2 separate regions of the Triticum aestivum genome follow, and region 2 is linked to region 1. Evidence: chromatin contacts called from public Hi-C data. All regions are on one chromosome and are shown on one strand. The core of a region is the stretch at or near the end of the contact, and the rest is flanking DNA. Distances in the headings are between cores, read along the strand shown.

Region 1 (4,921 bases), core at 748-3,247:
CGGGAGGTTACCGGAACCCCCCCCCCCCCGGGGGGGGGGGGGTTATTGGGCCTACATGGGCCTCGAGGGAGAAGAGGGAAGGAGGCAGGAGGGGGCCGCGCACCCCTCCCCTTCCTAGTCCGAATAGGACAAGGGAAGGGGGGCGGCGCCCCCCCCCCCCTTTCCTTCCCCTCTTCCTCCTGTTTCCCCCCTTCTCCTATTCCAACTAGGAAAGAAGGGAGTCCTACTCCCGGTGGGAGTAGGACTCCGCCCTTGGCGCGCCCTCCTTGGCCGGCCGCCTCCTCCCCCCTGGCTCCTTTATATACGGGGGCAGGGGGCACCCCATAGACACACAAGTTGATCTACGGATCGTTCCTTAGCCGTGTGCGGTGCCCCCTTCCACCATATTCCACCTCGGTCATATCGTCGCGGAGTTTAGGCGAAGCCCTGCGTCGGTAGAGCATCATCATCGTGACCACGCCGTCGTGCTGACGGAACTCATCCCCGAAGCTTTGCTGGATCGGAGCCCGGGGATCGTCATCGAGCTGAACGTGTGCTGAACTCGGAGGTACCGTACGTTCGGTACTTGGATCGGTCGGATCGTGAAGACGTACGACTACATCAACCGCGTTGTCATAACACTTCCGCTTACGGTCTACGAGGGTACGTGGACAACACTCTCCCCTCTTGTTGCTATGCCAATCATCATGATTTTGCGTGTACGTAGGAATTTTTTTTGAAATTACTACGTTCCCCAACAGGTCGCCACCCTGGGGCAAGCGCAGCTTCACTCGAACCTTGCTCTGATACCAATTGTTGGAAATTCACCCCCAGGTCAATCACATCAAATCACACGAACACACACGCACGAAAAACTGATAGCCTAGGGCCCGTATCATGCCCTTTGTTTTCCTCTTTATTTCTATTTTCTGATTTTCTCTGTGTTACAAAACGCAAGGCCAGGGCTGTGTATATATACACAAGACCATGACCAACCAGACAACCTGACCCTATACTTACCTGTATGACCCCTAGTCCTACACGGACACAACCAAAACTAACCTAGCATACCTATCTGAACTAGGACTAGTAGTCGTACATGACACCTAAATCAACTTTGCTTTCCTAATCTAATTACCGGCAACGCTGATCACACTACTAGTCATAACTGGACATAACTAGCACACTTCTAGCCAAATTCAAACTTGTTTGGATTAACCTAACAGTAGAGAACCAGGAAACTTGTGTTGTTTGGTATAAGGATCAGAGGATGCTACGCGTGCGGGGAGCCCACATGACGCGTGTCGCACATTGGAGGCGGATGACTCGGGGCTGTTTGCATCCGGATGGAGCCAAGGAGTTTACATGTAAAAAGCACTTGTTGATAATGTAAATGACACAACACTCGTTTTTACATCTCCCAGTTTACATCATGTACTGCAAATGCTCTTAGAAGTTAGTGTAGAGAATGATTTGGCGGCGGGAGGAAGGCGGCGCGGCGGAGAGAGGCGGCGCGGCGTGGGGAGGGAGGCGCGCGGTGGAGGGAGGGCGCGCAGGGAGGAGAGGTGGAGGCGGCGGCCCGTGGCGGCGGCTAGGGTTAGCGGAAGCCGGAAGATCGACTTGCGATAGATACCATGTAGAGAATAATTTGGTGCATCGATAATTGATTGATCGTGCACTAGGCACATATATATATAGGTACAAGGGATGTGACCGATATTTTGTCTCCTAAGATATACGTACATACAAAGGGAGACAGATACTACAGGTATTACATACAGGACCCAAACCTACGTATATGTACACATGTTCAACAGTTAGGTCTGCGTGTTAGCCAAGCACATTGTCAGCTGGACTGGCTGCCGTCATCCCTTTGTAGCGTGAGGTGTGTATTTCGACTCCACGCGCCCGCATTTATTTTTAGTGAAATTTTACATCGGACGCCTTTGAGTGGGCCGGCCCATTTGCGCGGCCTTCAGCGAAAGCTCAATTATTGGAAGCACGCGGGCGTCCAACAGGCTAAGCCCACATTCAGCCTCAGACTGGCTAAGCCGCCTAGCCCAGCGCAGCGACTTCTGGAGTCCTCCAAGCCAGCGCACGTGCTGTGCACCAAAAATGGCCGAGGAAGGCAGGCACATCGCCGCCGGTGACCCCATCCGGCCGCCGCGGCTGGAGGATGCGGGCCTGGAGGACTGCGCGCTCCCGCCGGAATCCATCGCCGAGGCTTTCTCCCTTGCGGCGTTGGCCGTCTCCTCCCGCCTCCCCCACCTCTCCCTCTCCGACGACGAGGACGAGGACGAGGGAGATGACCCCCTCGCGCCTCGTGGAGGCTGCGTGGAGGACGCGGGACCCACCCGAGGGGCCATTCCCGACGCCCTTGTTGGCGCAGGGGGCGGCAGCGAGGGCGGCGCCGACGAGGTCGTGGTCGTCGGCGGCGGTGGCGGAGGAGGCAGCGACGAGGTGGTAGTCGTCGGGCGCGGAGACGAGGAAGATAGGGTTGTTGTGGTCGGAGAAGAGCTGGGGCAGGAGAAGCGTTGCGGCAAGGGAACCAGAGAAGGAGAGCGCCGGAAGGAGGAGGAGGAGGAGGAGGAGACGGTGGAGAAGGCCATCTTGCTGGAAGATTTCGCGTGAGCTTTGTGAGCTTTTCCTTTAGCCTGATAAGATATTTCCCTAGTACTTTCTTGTTTGTTTGACTTGTAATGTAGTGAATCTCCCTATGAGCAAGGCAAGAGTGAATTTATCTCAGATGTAGTGTTTAATTTTAAGATCATTACTAATGTGGTGGTTGATTTTAAGATCAGATGACAGTATGTTAGTCTCTAGTGGCAAGCTAGTTAGCATCAATGGTATTCGATTTAGTGCACTGCTGATGATTGTTGTCGTTTTCCCGTTCGATTGTTCAAAGTTAGTGACAAGCTGCGAATGCACCTGACATTATTGGTTGTCGTAAGGGGAAATGATGCAAATGTGATTGTGTCTGATATATAATGTGTCTTAGTAGGGCTTGCAAACAGAGAAATGTTAGAAGAAACACCTGGATCTGACATGGCATCAAATCTTTCAACAGAGAAATGTTTGGTGCAGAAACCTTCCTCGATAAATTTATGGAGTGGGAAAATAATACAAGGCATCACTCGTAAAAATAAATAGAACAGAGCAGACTTTTTATTGATCATGAACATGATTTGTACTTTTTCAACTGGAACTGAAGTTGGATTACTGATAAACTAACACCACTGCAGTACACAGTGCCACTCTCGTGAGGGAATTTAGTGAAAGCTTTTCTGTAAAATAATTGGATGTGCTAAGGTCACTAGCAGGTTAGACTTTTTTTTGGTGTGTGGAAATAGCAGTTTAGACTGGTTAGTGTGCTGATAGCCCAGCCTAGCAGACAATTGTCGTGTCAAAGTGAATGGAAGCATTGAAAGTATGTATGAGTACATACATATAGCTGAGTAACTAGTTAAATAGCTTGAATGATTTTTCATCGTATAACTATAACATGGTCGAAGATAGTCACTGAGTCATTTCATTTCATTGTTGTGCCTATATTTTTGCAGCCCTTCAGGTAGCTTCCATGCTTAATCGTCTTTCTACAACAAGATGAACTCAATGGTTCAAGTAATGATAAATGATTTCAGCTAAGTCATGAGTCATCTAACAATCTGCTTGACATAGATTTCTTTTTGCAACTAGCGCTTTTGATTGGCCAGTCACCCTTCCTGGTAGGGTTACTGCAAAAAGGATAGCCTGTTTCTCAAAAATCGATAGATAAATTTTGATTGGGTCAGAGATTCACAGAACTACCATTATTTGCAATTGTTAATATGTTTGAGATATAATCATATATCAGTTGTCCATCTAGTCCTGTTTATGAGGTTTATCAGCTCCGCATTTCCATGTGCCTCAGTGTTCCAACTTCCAAGTTAAGTCTTTGGCCTGATTACTGGCTACCAACTCTCATTAAATGGGAATGAGCGATCCATTTATATTTGGGGTGGTGCTTAACAAAAGATACCTATCTTTCCTTGCCATCTAGGACAGCTGCTAAGTTATTAATTTTGTAGCATCGACGCTTGTGAGCACTAGTGTTTAACAGGTATTTGGGTGTATAACTACCTGCTCTACTAATAGAAAATACAACTACTGAAACACCTATGCTTCTTACTTGGGTACATGATGATGTGGTTATACTGCCCCTCTGTAAGCACCCTGTAGAAGAATGTTTAATTGTGGATATCCTGATGGCTCCAATTTTTTTGTGTGTAGTATTAATTCATCTGGTCGTACAAAACACTGTATATTCTTCATACCATGCTTATAATGTGTTTCTTATCTTACTGATAAAGTAAAATTGGATAAGATCAAATCTGTTCTCACCTGAAATGGATGTATGTGGCTGTCACAGTCTCACAGAGCCACTCACTTTCCACATAGCAGCACTGCTGCTATGTGGATTGTGGATATGGATATTAGGTGCTTAACACGAGTTGATATGTGGATTGTGGATATGGGTAAGGTGCTTAAGATGAGCTAATTGGTTACTGGGGATTTTCTTGTTCCATGAACTGAAACTTTGAGAGCGCCATGCAAGGGGTGCTGGCCTGCTGGAACATTTCACACCTATTAGCCTCCAGTTTATCGACAACGTATAATTAGACCATGTGAAGTGAAGCTTTTGCCTCATTGCACAGACCATCCCGTGGACAGTATCCACTGCAGTCACGGGGAGAACCGACGCCCCTAATTTGGATTTTGTTAGATGCTACTGTAGAAACCACCGAGACTACAAACAGAATCTCTACCTTGTTGGCAGGCTTACAAGCGCAAGAAGTTGCTCGTTGATCTTTCTTGCATCAGAAATGCCCAAAAACATTGCTCTCGCCTCTCAGGTGCTTATCAGAAGATAGTGGAGCTAGGACTGTGCAGAGAAATGAGGCAG
Region 2 (4,921 bases), core at 1,551-4,050, 430 kb after region 1:
TTGTGCGAGAGGGAGTGAGTGAACTAAATTAGGGTTTACTCCACCGGCCAGCGCTTCTACCACATCGTTGTAAATGAAGTTCTACCATAACAAACACCGTCTTTTCATTGCAAAGTGGTATAGAGAATTGATCCAATATGGATGGAATCATGAATAGTCATTGGTTTAGTTTTTTTATACTAATTAAAACTTGCTATCTATGGAGCAATATGAACAAAAGAAAGAAAGTATTTATCCAGGAAGCCTCCGCCAAGATCCATTTTATTTAAGAGAAAAGTATACTTTTCGTCCCTCAATTTTTGGCGGAGCCTAGATTTGATCCCTCAACTCCAAATACAGACAACTTGCACCCTTAACTACTGAAACCGGGCAAGATTCATCCCTCGTCATTGTTTTGACCGGTTTTGGTGCTGTCCCACCCCGGTTTTAACCGTGCCGACTCGAATTCGCATACTTTTTCCAAGTTTGTTTAACGTTTTCAAATTCGGGTACTTTTATCAAATACGTAATCTTTTAAAATTAGTGTACTTTTTCCAAGTGCACGTACTTTTTTAAATCCACGTACTTTTTCAAAATTCATATTTTTTTTTAAAAATGACGTACTTTCTCATATCCGGTTACATTTTTTTGGAAAGGGTTCATGAATTTGGAAAATTTATGCGAACTTGAGAAAAGTACGTGGATTTGGATTTTTTACGCAAATTAGAAAAAAAATGGATTTGAAAAAAATATTTCAACTTGAAACAAGTACGTGAATTTAAAACAAAGTTCATGGATTGAAAAAGGAAAATGGATTTGACAAAAATACATAAACTTTAAAAAGTACGCGGATTTGAAACAATTATGCGAATTTCAAAAATAGTTCATGGATTTGGAAATAATACACTTGGATTTGATAAAATTACACGAACATGGAAAAAATACGCGGGTTTGAAAAAAGTATGCAAATTTAAGAAAATCACTGATTTGAAAAAAGCAAACAAATTTTAAAATAGTTCAGGGATTTGAAGAAAGTATGTTTACTTTTTAAAATTACGTGACCTTGAAAAAACTACATGAATTTGAAAAGAGTATATGAATTTCAAAAGGTTCACAGATATGAAAAAAATACGCGAACTTGAGTCAGCATGGGTCAAACCCCGGGTAGGTCAGCACCAAAACCGGCCAAAACCGAGACCAAGGACGAACCTTGTCCGGTTTCGATAGTTGGGGGTGTAAGTTGTCCGGTTTCGTAGTTGAGGGACCAAATCTAGATTTCACCAAGAGTTGAGGGACGGAAACCCATATTAAAATTCTATCATATGAATGAATCATAATTTGGAAAAGACGACCAAACAAGTTTGCTTAAAGGCGAGGCGGGCGGTGGAGGAGGAGGAGCGCGCGTGTACAACTCCTATTTCAAATTCTCAATAGCAAGTGGTAGAGCAACCCTTATAAAAAGGTTTCACTTTTCTTACTGTAGCAGTGTGGTACTAAACTTTCCACCAAACTTCCCACAACTTGCCGTACACACATTCATGACCTTTAAAGATTAACCAGATATTATTGTTTTATATGGGCCTAAGCCCATCCATAATCCATCAAACGTGTGGTTGCAGGAGAAAAGAGGCAAAGCTGCAAAAAGTCATACACATATAATCGGCGGATGGCGACCATACGAGCAAAATCACGTACACTCGTGAGAAAAAGCCTTTTGTTCCTTGCGCACGAGGGGTCCAAGCAAGCAAGCGGCGATAGAGCGCTGCTCCCTACGTTACGTACGGCTGGCAGTGGCAGTAGAGTAGAGTGGCGATGCCAAAAAGCAGTGCATTACTTGTGGTTTTGCTTGTTCCGTTATTCAGTTTGTTATAGGACAGCTTGTGCTCACCGATGGCTGGATTGTCGATATCCCTGGCTACCTAAGTTTCCTCGCAAGCCAGCCTTGGATGCATGGCGACAGTAATAACAACAACCAAGCACATGGATTTTCCTAGTAAAAGCGGCAGACAAACTACTATCCAGCCAAAAAGGAAGAGCAAATCAACAGAATAATAAAGAAAACAAAGGAAATGCGCGCCCCACACGAGGCGTTGTTGTTGTTGTTGTTGTTGTTCCATTAGTATGTCTTTGTGGATTTTAACACTCTTGTCCACGTAGAAAATAGTCCAGTAATAATGTTGGCGTCGGTGTCTCCAATGGATTCAGCCAAGGACAAGGAGGTGGTCTAGGTAGGAGCGACGGAAGAATGAAGCTGTCATGTGGACGCGATCTCCTTCTTTACTTTACACGTCTCAGTAGTACTATACCAGTATATATTTCATCTAGATCATGGACATGATAGTAACGTATAGTATAAACCAGCACCAACTTGCGCCTTCATTGTCCACTCCTGTACGAGATGGAAGCTGCACCCTCTGACATTTCATCGTTTCTCATTGGTTTTTCTTTACGAAAGTTTTTTAGTGTTTCTTTTCTAAAACTATCATATAGTTTCTTAGTGTTTCACAGGCCAAGTTCTCCTTTGTTTACCCTGCGAAAGAACTGCACTTTTTACTCGTCCGTGATCCCATCCTAGTCGTACCCGAAAAGAATTACTCCCTCCGTTCGTAAATGCTTGTTAGACGCAATAAATGTATTTAGATGTATTTTAATTTTGAATATCTATTTTATTTATTTCTGTGATAAGTAATTTGCGGACCAAGGAAGTAATCTACAGAACTATACTTCCCGGATCCAGGTTTCCTACACGTGATTCTCACTAAAAAGTGTCAACGGGCCGCTTCGTAATTTCGCCGCTGCGCAGCGGGTATATTGCAAACTGCCTCGCTGTCCCTCTAAATTTGGCCCGAGTTCGTTCGTAGCCTTCCCCCTTCTCACGTGTCTCTTCTCCCTCCCTCTTCGGTCTCCGCCGAATCCCAGCTCCTCCCGTCGCCCTCGCATTGCGTCCGGCTCCGGCGAGTTTCCTCCGCTTCCTTTCCCAATCCGAACCGCCGGAGACCACGGCTTCGACCGTCTTTGTCTTTCCCGCACGTCTGTCTTGTGCACCCGAGAGAGCCATCAGGAATCATCCAGACTAGGAGAGCCGCGGCGGCCTTCGTACGTTTCCGCAATCCCAAGCCGCAAACAAGGCGTTTCAATTCTGTGATTTCTCAGGCTCAGTCTGCCCTCCAGCTCTGATTATCTTCTTCTTTCTTTTGTTGTTGGGAAAAAAAGTAGGGAAGCGGTGCAGGAAGTTGCCTTTCTTGGCTTGGCTGGGTCCGAGGAATGGGGAGGAGGATGCGGCAAGCCATTGCCGTGCTAGGCGTCGCTTGCGCGGCCGCCTTCGCCGTCGCCGCCGCCGACCGTGGGCTCTCGCTGCCCAGCGACCGCGCCGTGGTGGTGGCGCCGGAGGAGATCAGCCTCCTCAACAAGATTGCCAATTTCATGTGGCAGACCGATAGGAACTCGTACCAGCATGTTTGGCCGGTAACACACAAAACAAACCCCAGCTTTCCGAGCATTTCTTTAACCAGCGCGTCTTTTCTACTAGCTTCTACTGTAGTTTGCTTTCAGCTATTTTATTAGCCATGAGATGAACCGCTGCACCTTTTTACCTGCTTGGTTTGTGGGAATTCAGTTTGACCCATGCATGAGGGAACTGAACTTTCTTGATTTAAATTAATTATTATGTAGCTCAAACTCCATACTACGTACATCTTTGTGTGTGATACTTTTTCAGTATATCTCTGTACCTCTTCTTTTTCGGATGTGTGGTGCTAATTTGGTGGATTTTCTGGATGTGGTAGCCAATGGAGTTTGGATGGAAAATGGTGCTGGGGTCGCTGATCGGATTCTTTGGCGCGTCATTTGGGAGCGTTGGAGGTGTTGGTGGTGGCGGGATCTTTGTACCGATGTTGACATTGATCATCGGGTTTGATCCAAAGTCTTCAACTGCCATATCCAAGTGTGAGGATCCAACTCTTTCCTTTGGGATTTTCTTCTTCTGTGCCTGCCTGCTCTGAAAGCAACAGTTCTTGCTGTCCCCAAGCATTCATTTCTCAAGCTTGTTCAGTATGCGGTGCTGTAAAGATTCCTTCATGTGTGCATTAGTTTGCCTGTTTTCTAGGTATCTTGCTTTTTAAGTATGAGGTGCTGTACTGATTAATTCATGTGTGCATTAGTTTACCTCTTTTCGAGGGATCTTGCTTGTCCTGTTACTGTTGGAAAGTTAGGCTGGCAAATTAGTTGGGAATTAGAGTATTTAAGTGTCCCAAAGGGGCAATTAGCGCTATTCTGTTTTGTTTGTGTTAGGTAGGTACCTTGTGATGGTTGCTAATTATATATTCATGTGTATCAGATTACGCCTTTGTGCCTTTGTCTGGCTCACTTACTCAATTATAAGCTAAGTCTATGTTTACTTGTTTCCATGAAAAGAAGTAGGTACAAAGGTGTGACGGCTATACAATAATCAAAGTATTAACATGCAAATCTGAAATATTGAAGTTCAGTGGGCAATGATCCTGCATTAGGGTATAAATGTGTGTTTTATGGAATACATTCTATTCCATTAAACGGTACGACCAGCAATATCGTCTCCATGTACCGAACTGAGCACAAAGTCAGGGTCGACATCCGGCTATTTGGTTTGGAACTCGTGACCTATCCCTGCACCATGTGCCAGCACCGTGTCTACAACCTTATAACAATGCACCTTCATTTCTCAGATATTCTTTCTGATCTGTAATACTAATTATCTGGTTTGCGTCTTTATCGTCAGTATACATCCCTGTTGTTTAGGAATTCATTTACGTTTACACATAATTACCTCTCTCTACTTAGAATTGTTGGTTGACATCATTATACTCCTAGTAGTATAGTACAATTCATAGAAATCTCTGGCTGCTGACTTACTATATGAGTCTTGCAAAAATATGATAGAATAATATATAAGTATTGAGTTGCA

The links. A called contact is a pair of places that touch in the nucleus more often than the background predicts.
Region 2: a Hi-C map of leaf shows a contact between it and region 1, with 4 times the contacts expected there. The contact joins the promoter of LOC123111743 here to the promoter of LOC123111741 in region 1. A contact is called at or near these places in 2 of 5 Hi-C or Micro-C datasets (both in leaf).

What each region holds. Positions count from the first base shown.
Region 1 is chr5B:338,596,383-338,601,303 of IWGSC CS RefSeq v2.1, forward strand. It overlaps LOC123111741 (sodium/potassium/calcium exchanger 1), which reads left to right and starts at 1,998. Exons shown (of 1, transcript XM_044532592.1): 1 at 1,998-2,913. The coding sequence starts at 2,095. The coding sequence ends at 2,610.
Region 2 is chr5B:339,021,842-339,026,762 of IWGSC CS RefSeq v2.1, forward strand. It overlaps LOC123111743 (sulfite exporter TauE/SafE family protein 3), which reads left to right and starts at 2,801. Exons shown (of 13, transcript XM_044532593.1): 1 at 2,801-3,075; 2 at 3,193-3,444; 3 at 3,765-3,924. The coding sequence starts at 3,244.